Linked DNA regions of Zea mays: region 2 is linked to region 1. A link is a contact called in public Hi-C data. All regions are on one chromosome and are shown on one strand. Each heading gives the region's core, a stretch centred on a gene start, on an enhancer-like site or on the middle of the called end of the contact. The rest is flanking DNA. Distances are from core to core; before and after follow the strand shown.

The links. A called contact is a pair of places that touch in the nucleus more often than the background predicts.
Region 2: a Hi-C map of ear shows a contact between it and region 1, with 3 times the contacts expected there. The contact joins the promoter of LOC100273074 here to the promoter of LOC100303991 in region 1. A contact is called at or near these places in 2 of 25 Hi-C or Micro-C datasets (bundle sheath and ear).

Annotation. Positions count from the first base shown.
Region 1 is chr1:145,427,020-145,431,693 of Zm-B73-REFERENCE-NAM-5.0, reverse strand. LOC100303991 (wound responsive protein) reads left to right here and starts at 2,218. Exons shown (of 11, transcript NM_001414262.1): 1 at 2,218-2,293; 2 at 3,304-3,599; 3 at 4,074-4,244; 4 at 4,334-4,383; 5 at 4,469-4,525; 6 at 4,632-4,674. The coding sequence starts at 3,308. It also overlaps the pseudogene LOC103644943.
Region 2 is chr1:146,091,087-146,095,760 of Zm-B73-REFERENCE-NAM-5.0, reverse strand. LOC100273074 reads right to left here and starts at 2,764. Exons shown (of 10, transcript NM_001147523.1): 1 at 2,610-2,764; 2 at 2,398-2,520. The coding sequence starts at 2,635.

The sequences.
Region 1 (4,674 bases), core at 969-3,468:
GGGATAACCACCGTGTCAACTCTGTGATTGCTTTCTTGTGGTTATCGTGTTTTGAATTCTCTCTAGCCACTTGGCATAAACTGTGCTAACACCTAATCAAGTTTTGTGACTATAAGTTTAAGTTTTTACAGGATCACCTATTCACCCCCCCCTCTAGGTGCTCTCACGATCACGCCGTCGGGAATTCCTTCGTTCCCTGAAGACACGTTCCTCCGGAGTTTCTCTTATCTCTAAGACCTCGTCTCGCGATACAGGCTGCTCCGGGTCCCGCTCTCCGGCCTCGTGATGTCGCCAGATATTTCGGCGTCGGTTCCTTCATCGGCGGGATTCTCGCTAAGGAGGTTCCTCTCCGGGTGCAGTCGGCTCGTCGTCGGAGACGGGGGGCGACTCTACTCTCCTGATGAAGAGGACGTCGTGGTAGAATGGTGCAGCTGTCGTGGCGATCTTCTTTCTGTTCTCCTTTGAGGGCAGAGGCACAGAAAGAACAACTTGCTTCCTCCCAGTTTTATTTGTTTCTTTCTTCCTTGCGATTTGTGTCCATTCTTTCGTTGGAGAGGTAGACAGTGGAGTTCTCTGGGCCAGCGGGCCCTCGGCTCCTGGCTTGCTGAAGGCGATCTTTTTTTGGAGCGCTGGAGGTTGCACTTTTCCCTGCTTCACCCCGATATTTTCGAAGGTTGTTGGAGGAGACTTCCTCCTTGGCGGATCTGCGATGAGATGTAGAGTTCCTTCCTCATCCTCTACAGATGAGATAGTTCCGAAGCAGAACACGGATCCGGGGCGGAGGATGATCTTGTGCTGGAAGGTGACGGCCATTAAGCTAGCTTAGATCGGCGACACACCCCCTACCTGGCGCGCCAGCTGTCGGTGTTTTGGGTCCGACCGCACACCCGGGGTTGCCCCTCAAGGTGTTTTTTAGGAGTAGGACGGTGTTACCGACTGTAGCTCGATGGTTCGTGCAGGGCGCACGAGAAACTGTGAACAATGGTGTACAGGTTCGGGCCGCTTAGAGATGCGTAACACCCTACGTCCTGGCGGGAATGTTTTATGTGGCGGATTACAAGGAAACTCTCTAGTGCGAGGAACGTAGAGAGTTGGGGTAGATGGCTGGGTAGTGAGATCGATCGATCTGAAGGGGTGCCCCCTAGGCCTTATATATTCGACCGCGGGGCATTACATGCGGATATGATAACAGCATGCGCCTAAATGATAGTGAACCAATCGAATCTATCTTCCTATAGTTCCGCCGACCCATCCTCGCTTGGTTCCGTTATACGGGGTTCCAGCGCGGGAAGGTCGGGTCACTGTTGTGATTACTTGCTCGAAGTCATCGGGCCGTCTGGGCTCGCACCGATCCGGCCTTGCGTCAACCTGCTTCACTGGTCGTTCCTCCCCAGGTTCACGAAGGGATGACCTTACGATTTATTGGGTCCTTGGGCCTTTCGTGAGGTCTTTTATCCTTTCAGTAGACCCGGAGGATATCTGTCCCCCACACCCGAAGGAACACAGGGCACCAGTCTGGCTTTGCTGCAAACGGCGGAACGTCATCGGGGCCGAGCTCGACACCCAGCAGCCCGCGTGCAAACAGCTCTTTCCCGTCCACCACCGGCAGTGCCAGCCGTCCTGCCCACACCTCCCCGTAGACGACGTCGACGGCGCATGGCTGCGATAGAAACACCGCCGCCGCCAGCCGTTGATGGTGTCGGCAACGTAGAAGAGGCCGAGCTGGTCGACACACGCGCACTTCCGCTCTGAGGAAAGCGCGCAGGGCAGGCGGAACTCGGCGGCGAACAGCAGCGTCTCGCGCACGGTCAGCATCCCGCTCACATACACGGAGATGGCGTGCAGGCGCCGGCCCTGCAGCGACTCCCTGTTCAGCGTGACCCCGCCGCCGTGGAGGCTGTCCCGCCTTGAGCTCGCGGCGGATGCGACGCAGAGGAGGCGGGCGCCTGGTGTGGGGTGGGGAGGGGGCGGGCGCGTTTGGATGTCGCGTGGAGAGGGCGAGCGGTTTCCACGATGGGAATAGACGGGAATGGTAGAAATGGCAGACGACGGCGGGATGGAGAGGCGCTATCGCGACCGAGATTTCTGGAGGCAGAACACCGCGGATGTAGACGCCTACAATGAGTACTTAATTATTTGTAAAGATAAAGATAAAGATACTAAAGTCTGTTTTAAGACGTTCGAGTAGTCAATAAATTAGGAGGACAAAAGTGTAATTTTTACTGGGAGACCGATGCTCGCCGTCGTTCGCCCACCGCTTTGCGATTCTTCTCTCTTCCGGATAAAGCGAAAGGTAAGCAGCCCCACCTCCTTTTCTATTTCTTTCTCCAACAAATCAACAATTAATACTCCACTACGGTCGCTCTTCTCCCCTCCTCTCAATTTGCGCTCGTGCTCTGCTTCTTCGGCTCCAAGGAGCGGCGACCATTGCTCGTAAAGACGACCTCTCCTCGTGCCTTTTCCAAATCAGGCTTGTTCTTGATGCGGTCTGCGATCCGATTCTTGTGGCTTCCATTCACTCTCTTGGGATTCTTTTACCATTTCGTGGACTCTTTTGTTTCTTCTCGTTTTCTCCCCCCGTTAATTGGAGCAGCGACGGCTTGCTCCTCTTCGTGTAACGAGATTTAGTTTCCTTCGGGTGAGTGTTTATTGTTCGATGGGAGCTTCGATTTGGATTCTTGCTTGGTCTCTTGGTTTCTGCTCGTTTTGTTTGGGGACTGTGCGCTGAGGGGGGTATGGGACATGATTCTTGCACCTGCACCTGTCCTTCCGTTGATTCCTTCCTGGATGGCTGGATAACTGTCATCATGAGGATGGTGTGAGGCGATCTTTGGGATGTGTTCTCCTGGGCGTTCAGTGCAATCGAATGCTCAGTTACGTGTGTTCATTTTTATTTACATCGGCGCTGATGAACATGGGAAATAGTCTGCGAATTAAGGGATCATTAGTATATGGGAACAATAAATGATATGTGAAGCTGTCAGGTTTAGGTGCTTGATTCGGCAGTGTTTAGGCATCTGACGCTACGGTTTGGGGCTGAGATATAAAATAAGGTCCAGCACTTGTCGATCAAGACTGCAATCCAGCTTATTTTTGAATCCAAATTGTAGGTTGATACGTCAGTGTCATGAAATTGAAAACTGATAGTTGTTTTTGAAAAAATAAAACTGATAGTTGTAGCATAGGCGCAGGCCAAGAATCATTTTCTGACTTTTCTGCTTCTAGAGGCCACTTGGTTATTCCTGCACAACATTATCTGGACACGGATATTTATTTATTTGTTCCATTTTTTCATGGAGGCAGATTGATGGCGATGGAGGGACCTGTTTTCTGCCGTCCTGCAATGCAAGCGAAACTGCCTGCTGCTGCGCTGATCAACAACTCCCTGACCAAATCCGGGCAGCTTGGGACTGCATTGTTTGGTGCCATTTCAAAATACAGAAACATTTCAAGATTCATTTCTCCCATCTCTCAAACATCTACGAAGAACATAGGTCCATGCTGTAGCTTCAGCTCGTCTTCTGATGGTAATGGATACATGGCTGGAAACTCTAGCGAGAGTGATGAAGACTATGTTAATTCTACTGTGCTAGAAGCAGGTAATTCTTCACACAAGATGGTCTGCTTTTATATGGAGAATGCCACACAACATTCAAGTTTTACTTAGGCTTTATTTATTTGCTACCTTAGACTTAATTTTGCTACGTGATTAGTTGCTTGACATTCCATGTTCCGCTCATTTGTCTCAAGCATCTTACTGTCTGAATGAAAAATCTGAATGCATTCCATTGCAACTTGTAATTTATCTTGTAACTGTACTGATATTGTGCCTATGTTGCAAACTATTGTGCATATTATATCATCATTGGTACCATACATTATTATATGCAAGTTGCAAGTTGACGATTTGAATCGAAATCATGTTTGAACTCAACACAAATTAAATTATGTTGATGGAATGGAAAGCAATTTGAATATTTAATAGTCAATTTACAAATTAGCTACTGGTAGTACTTTGGTGTGTCTCCAGTACCTATTCCTAAGGTAAAATCTGGTTTTGTGTTCTTTTCCAGTTGAGGTGAGAAGTGGATCAGAAGGATATGTGATAAAGATGCGAGATGGAAAGAACTTGCGTTGTGTCCATAGTAATTTTCAAGGGAGAAATATTCCAGAGAATACACCACAACCTGCTATTGTTTTGAGGATTGAAGATGGAAGCGGAACTTTACTCCCGATCATTGTTTGTACGTAATCTTTTAGTTTGATTCGGTGAATTCAGAAGTAGGAATTTTTTATTGACATTAATGCATGTCTACCCTCTCAATTTTCTCAGTGGAGATGCCAAGCGTTCTTCTGATGGCAGCTATTCGTAATGTCCACATTGTAATTCCTTCTATTATCATCAATTCTATTGTTTCATACTATCTGTTCTGCTTGATGTAGTCTATATAACACCTTTCTGTTATAGGCACGACCGACCATATATCAAGTTGTCAAGGAAATGATTGATAAAATGGGTTATGAGGTAATCTTTTTACTTGTAAGCATTTGTAGCAGATATGCTTACTTGGTCAAGGAGAAGTTAATTCATCTTATTGCCCCTTCTATCATGATGGTGGTTTTGGGTTCAGGTAAAACTTGTTAGGGTAAACAAAAGAATTCAAGAAGCCTACT
Region 2 (4,674 bases), core at 1,515-4,014, 660 kb before region 1:
GCTCAAGCTATTCGTGCGATTAAACCTCTCCATTTGGTAGACACTGAAATTTCCTCATTCGATCATTCCTCGACTGGAATTCATTGTTCCACTAATTGTTTGGTTGGTTGAGAGAACTCTCTATTGGATCCAACCCGTGTGCTGATTGTGAACTCAACAAGGCTACATAAAAATGTGTCTTAACAGTATAACACATTTATATATAAGTTATTGTGGTATTATATATTTCCGTTGCAACGCACGGGCACTCACCTAGTATTATATTAAGAAGACCTCACACACGTCAAGAAAACTCCAAACCCCTACCCCACCCATACACAGCGTCACCGTGGCCTATGTGAGAACGATCGCAACCAGGACCAGGCCTTAAACCTATGCTCTATCGTGGGACAAACGAGAGGATTTTTTAACCCGGCCTAAAATTCGCTCCCACGGAGAGTCGAACTCAAGAACTGAGTGCTACTCAAACCACCTAACCAACTCAACTAGAGGCCCCTTCCTAATGACTAATCACTTTATCGGTGCCATGTCAACTAGGGTTGATTAGGAGATTTGAAAACAAAAATACATCTTCTAAGTATCCGTTTTTTATTAATTTTGCAAGTATTGAGTGTGTCAGCCAAAACATATCTACCTATTTGATACCCATCCCAACAACGAGCGCTCCCTTATCTCCCATTGCCCCCACAACATAACCCCAAATGCCCACACCTTATGTGCCCCCAATGCGCACACGCGCTGACGCAAGAGAAGCCTCATCCCCACTCAACAGCCGCTAGAGACGAGCCTCTACCCCCATGACATGGATCCGACAACCTCCCATGAGTTCATCCCCTTCCCTGTTGTCGATATACTTTGTCGGTTTGTCCCTGCACCTGCAGTTCTTCAATTATTGTTGCTTGATCTCTTTGCTCCCACTTCCTCTTCCCATTCTCGATGTACACTACTTTTGAAGTTCTTGATTTCTTGTTGCTTTATTTTCTTTGTTCCCCACTTCTTCCTGATTAATGTTGTTCATGCTTGATTGCTTTATGCAGTAGGTGGCATCTCCAAATATGTTTTTTATAAATCCAAATATGAGTATTGCTAGTGCCTAGTCCTAGCGTAGGATATGTGGCCAAACCACAACAGACATCAAGGCTCCACTTTGGGATCACGTCACCATTCTGGAGAAGCCTAGAGCTAGTAGAACTTTATTGTGATGCAAGTATTGTCCAATGCAAAAACTGAGTAGATACACTAGAGTTGAACCTCGTTTGCTGCAGAAGGGAGAAAGGGGAATAGGTAAATAGATGTCCTATTGTTCCATTTGAAACGCTTAGTGACATGAGGAAGAAAATTGAGAGCTGGAAGGAACTGGTGGAAAGGTCTAAGGCAACAAGTCATTCTTTGCCTACTGTTCCTCAGGCAATACCACCAATAGAAACAAGAAGAAAAGGGGGCCTACTTCTACATTGGAAAAAGCTTGGCCATTGGAAGACCACAATAGCATCTCCAAGAGTTTCCAAAAACCACTCCCACGTAGATTTTTTGGCAAGATAGAGAAAAAAAACTGCTCCCCAACAACTCCCTATCTCAACTCTGATCTGCCAATCTGGAATCTGGAGGTGGGAGAACATGGGCCAAATAAGTAGGACAGAATTTCAAATGCAAATGTAAAAGAGAGAAAGAAAGTATAAAAGTGGTTGTGGTGCTTTATAAATAGTTCACGATTCCTGATGCAAAATTGACTTCTATATTTTAGAAGAGATATTTTGGAAACTGCTGGAGGAAAACAACAAATATGCTCCAAATATTTGTTTAGCCACTTGAAAAACTCATTGATTTACCAACTATTATTTTGGGAACTAGTGGAGATGCTCTAAGCACTTGGATGCTTTAATTAGTAGAGCAATTTACTAAGGAGGTATGAAGCTGAGAGAAGCACTTTCCCTTGTCTATGTATTCAATTCTTTGTTAAAATGCTAAGTGGTCTAATGTCCTCTTCTATGCTTGCAGGGGTACCTTTCAATTTTCTAAGAAATCCATACTTTTTAGAAGCCTTTGCCTTTCCTTGCAGCCGCAACATGTAGTTAAGTAGGTTGCTGTTTTATATTTTCAGTTTTAATGTGTTATTATCTTTACATTTTAAAATAGTAAAAAGTATGCAGATTTTTTGGGAAACTGCCGCAATCGTGCTGCATAGAAGAAAAGTAAGCAAGCATTCGAAAGATATAACATGAGTGAGGTGTCACTGGACCAGCAGGTGAGGTATGTTGATGGCATATGAAGGCAAGGTGGTCGTGCTAGGCAACCATCCACCACTCCGACCATATTGTAACCGAGCTTCTCATGTACACAACTAATTTTTTTATCGAGAAGACAGACGGTTCAATAGAAATAGTTCGCATCCGGTACCTGGTGAGCGCGTCCAGGACGACGACGGCCATGCCGCGGTTGTCCCCGCGGGAAGTCTTGGGCTGGTTGTCGCCCTTCATGGAGACGTCGTCGTAGAAGGCGCGGGCCGCCAGCCTCACCAGCCTGCCAGAAAGCCAACCCACCCGGTCCCGCGCGGAGGTCAGCAACGGCTGCGGCTAGGGTTTCAAGATTGGAGTAGGGTCGGGGCTCACCGGTTGAAAGGCTCGATGGAGTTCATGGTTGCGAAGACGACACTGGCGTGCCGGCGTGCGGGTGATCGGAGTTCTGATTGCCCGCTTGCATAAGGGGGCGGGAGGAGGGGGTGCCGTATCACGCCGCCCGCAGCCGCCGCCGCCACACCAGTTGCATCGAAGGGGAAAGGGCGAGCGAGAGATATGACCCTGTTTGGAGGGGAAATTTCCTATTTTGTCACTCTTAATTGTGGGTTTCTCTATTTTACCATCAGACATATAAATTATAGACACAAATGGTCATACAAATCATAAACGCAGGGTGACTTAATAGTAAATAGCTCACACTGCGTCGGGGACCATAATTAGGGGTACCCTCAAGACTCCTAATTCTCAGCTGGTTACTCCATCAGCACAAAGCTGCAAATGCCTGATGGGTGCGATTAAGTCAGGGATCGGTCCATTCGAGGGACTCGATCACGCCTCGCCCGAGGCCCCCTCCAGCGACGAACATACTTCCGGCTCGCCCGAGGCCCAATCTTCGCCAAGAAGCAACCCTGGCCAAATCGCCACGCCAACCGACCAAATCGCAGAGGCATTTAATGCAAAGGTGGCCTGACACCTTTATCCTGACGCGCGTCCTCCAGTCGACAGAGCCGAAGTGACCGCAGTCACTTCGCCGCTCCACTGACCGGCCAGACAGAAGGACAGCGCCGCCTGCGCCGCTCCGACTGCTGTGCCGCTCGACAGAGCGAGGCTGACAGGCAGCCAGGCCCGGCCTCAGGCACCATAGGAAACTCCGCTTCGTCCGACCCAGGGCTCGGACTCGGGCTAAGCCCCGGAAGACGGCGAACTCCGCTCCGCCCGACCCAGGGCTCGGACTTGGGCTCGGCCCCGGAAGACGGCGAACTCCGCTCCGTCCGACCTAGGGCTCGGACTCGGGCTCGGCCCCGGAAGACGGCGAACTCCGCTCCGCCCGACCCAGGGCTCGGACTCGGGCTCCGCCCCGAAAGACGGCGAACTCCGCTCCGCCCGACCCAGGGCTCGGACTCGGGCTCAGCCCCGGAAGACGACGAACTCCGCTCCGCACGACCCAGGGCTCGGACTCGGGCTCAGCCCCGGAAGACGACGAACTCCGCTCCGCCCGACCCAGGGCTCAGACTCAGCCCTGGCCTTCGCCGACGGTCTCCGCCTCGCCCGACCCAGGGGCTCGGACTCGACCTCGGCCTCGGAAGACAGACTCGACCTCGACCTCGGAGGAGCCTCCACATCGCCCAACCTAGGGCGCGGGCCGGCCACGTCAACAGGAGGCGCCATCATTACCCTACCCCAAGCCGACTCGGGCTACGGGAAACAAGAATGGCGTCCCATCTGGCTCGCTCCGCCAGACAAGCAATGATGGCGCCCTGCATGCTCTATGACGACGGCGGCTCTCGGCCCCCTTACGAAAGCAAGAGGACGTCAGCAAGGACTCAACAGCTCCGACAGCTGTCCTTCCGCCAGGCTTCAGCGCTCCTCCGACGGCCACGACACCACACGAACCGGGTGCCAAAACCTCTCCGGCTGCCACGATGGCATGTACTTAGGGCGCTAGCTCTCCTCCGCTAGACACGTTAGCACTCTGCTACACCCCCGTTGTACACCTGGATCCTCTCCTTGCGCCTATAAAAGGAAGGACCAAGGCCCTCTTACAGAGGGTTGGCCGCGCGGGGAAGAGGACGGGACAGGCGCTCGCGTGAGGCCGCTCGCCCCCTCTCCCGCGTGGACGCTTGTAACCCCCTACTGCAAGCGCACCCGACCTGGGCGCGGGACAAACACGAAGGCCGCGGGATTTCCACCTCCCTCTCTCGCTCCGGCTGCCCTTTCTTCCCCCCTTTGCGCTCCGTCTCGTGCCGACCTATCTGGGCTGGGGCACGCGGCGACATTTCACTCGTCGGCCCAGGGACCCCCCGGTCTCGAAACGCCGACAGTTGGCGCGCCAGGTAGGGGCCTGCTGCGTGTTGACGAATAGCTTCCCGTCAAGCTCCAGATGGGCAGTCTCCAGCAACCTTTTCAGCCCGGGACGGGCTTCGTTTCAGGAGTCTTG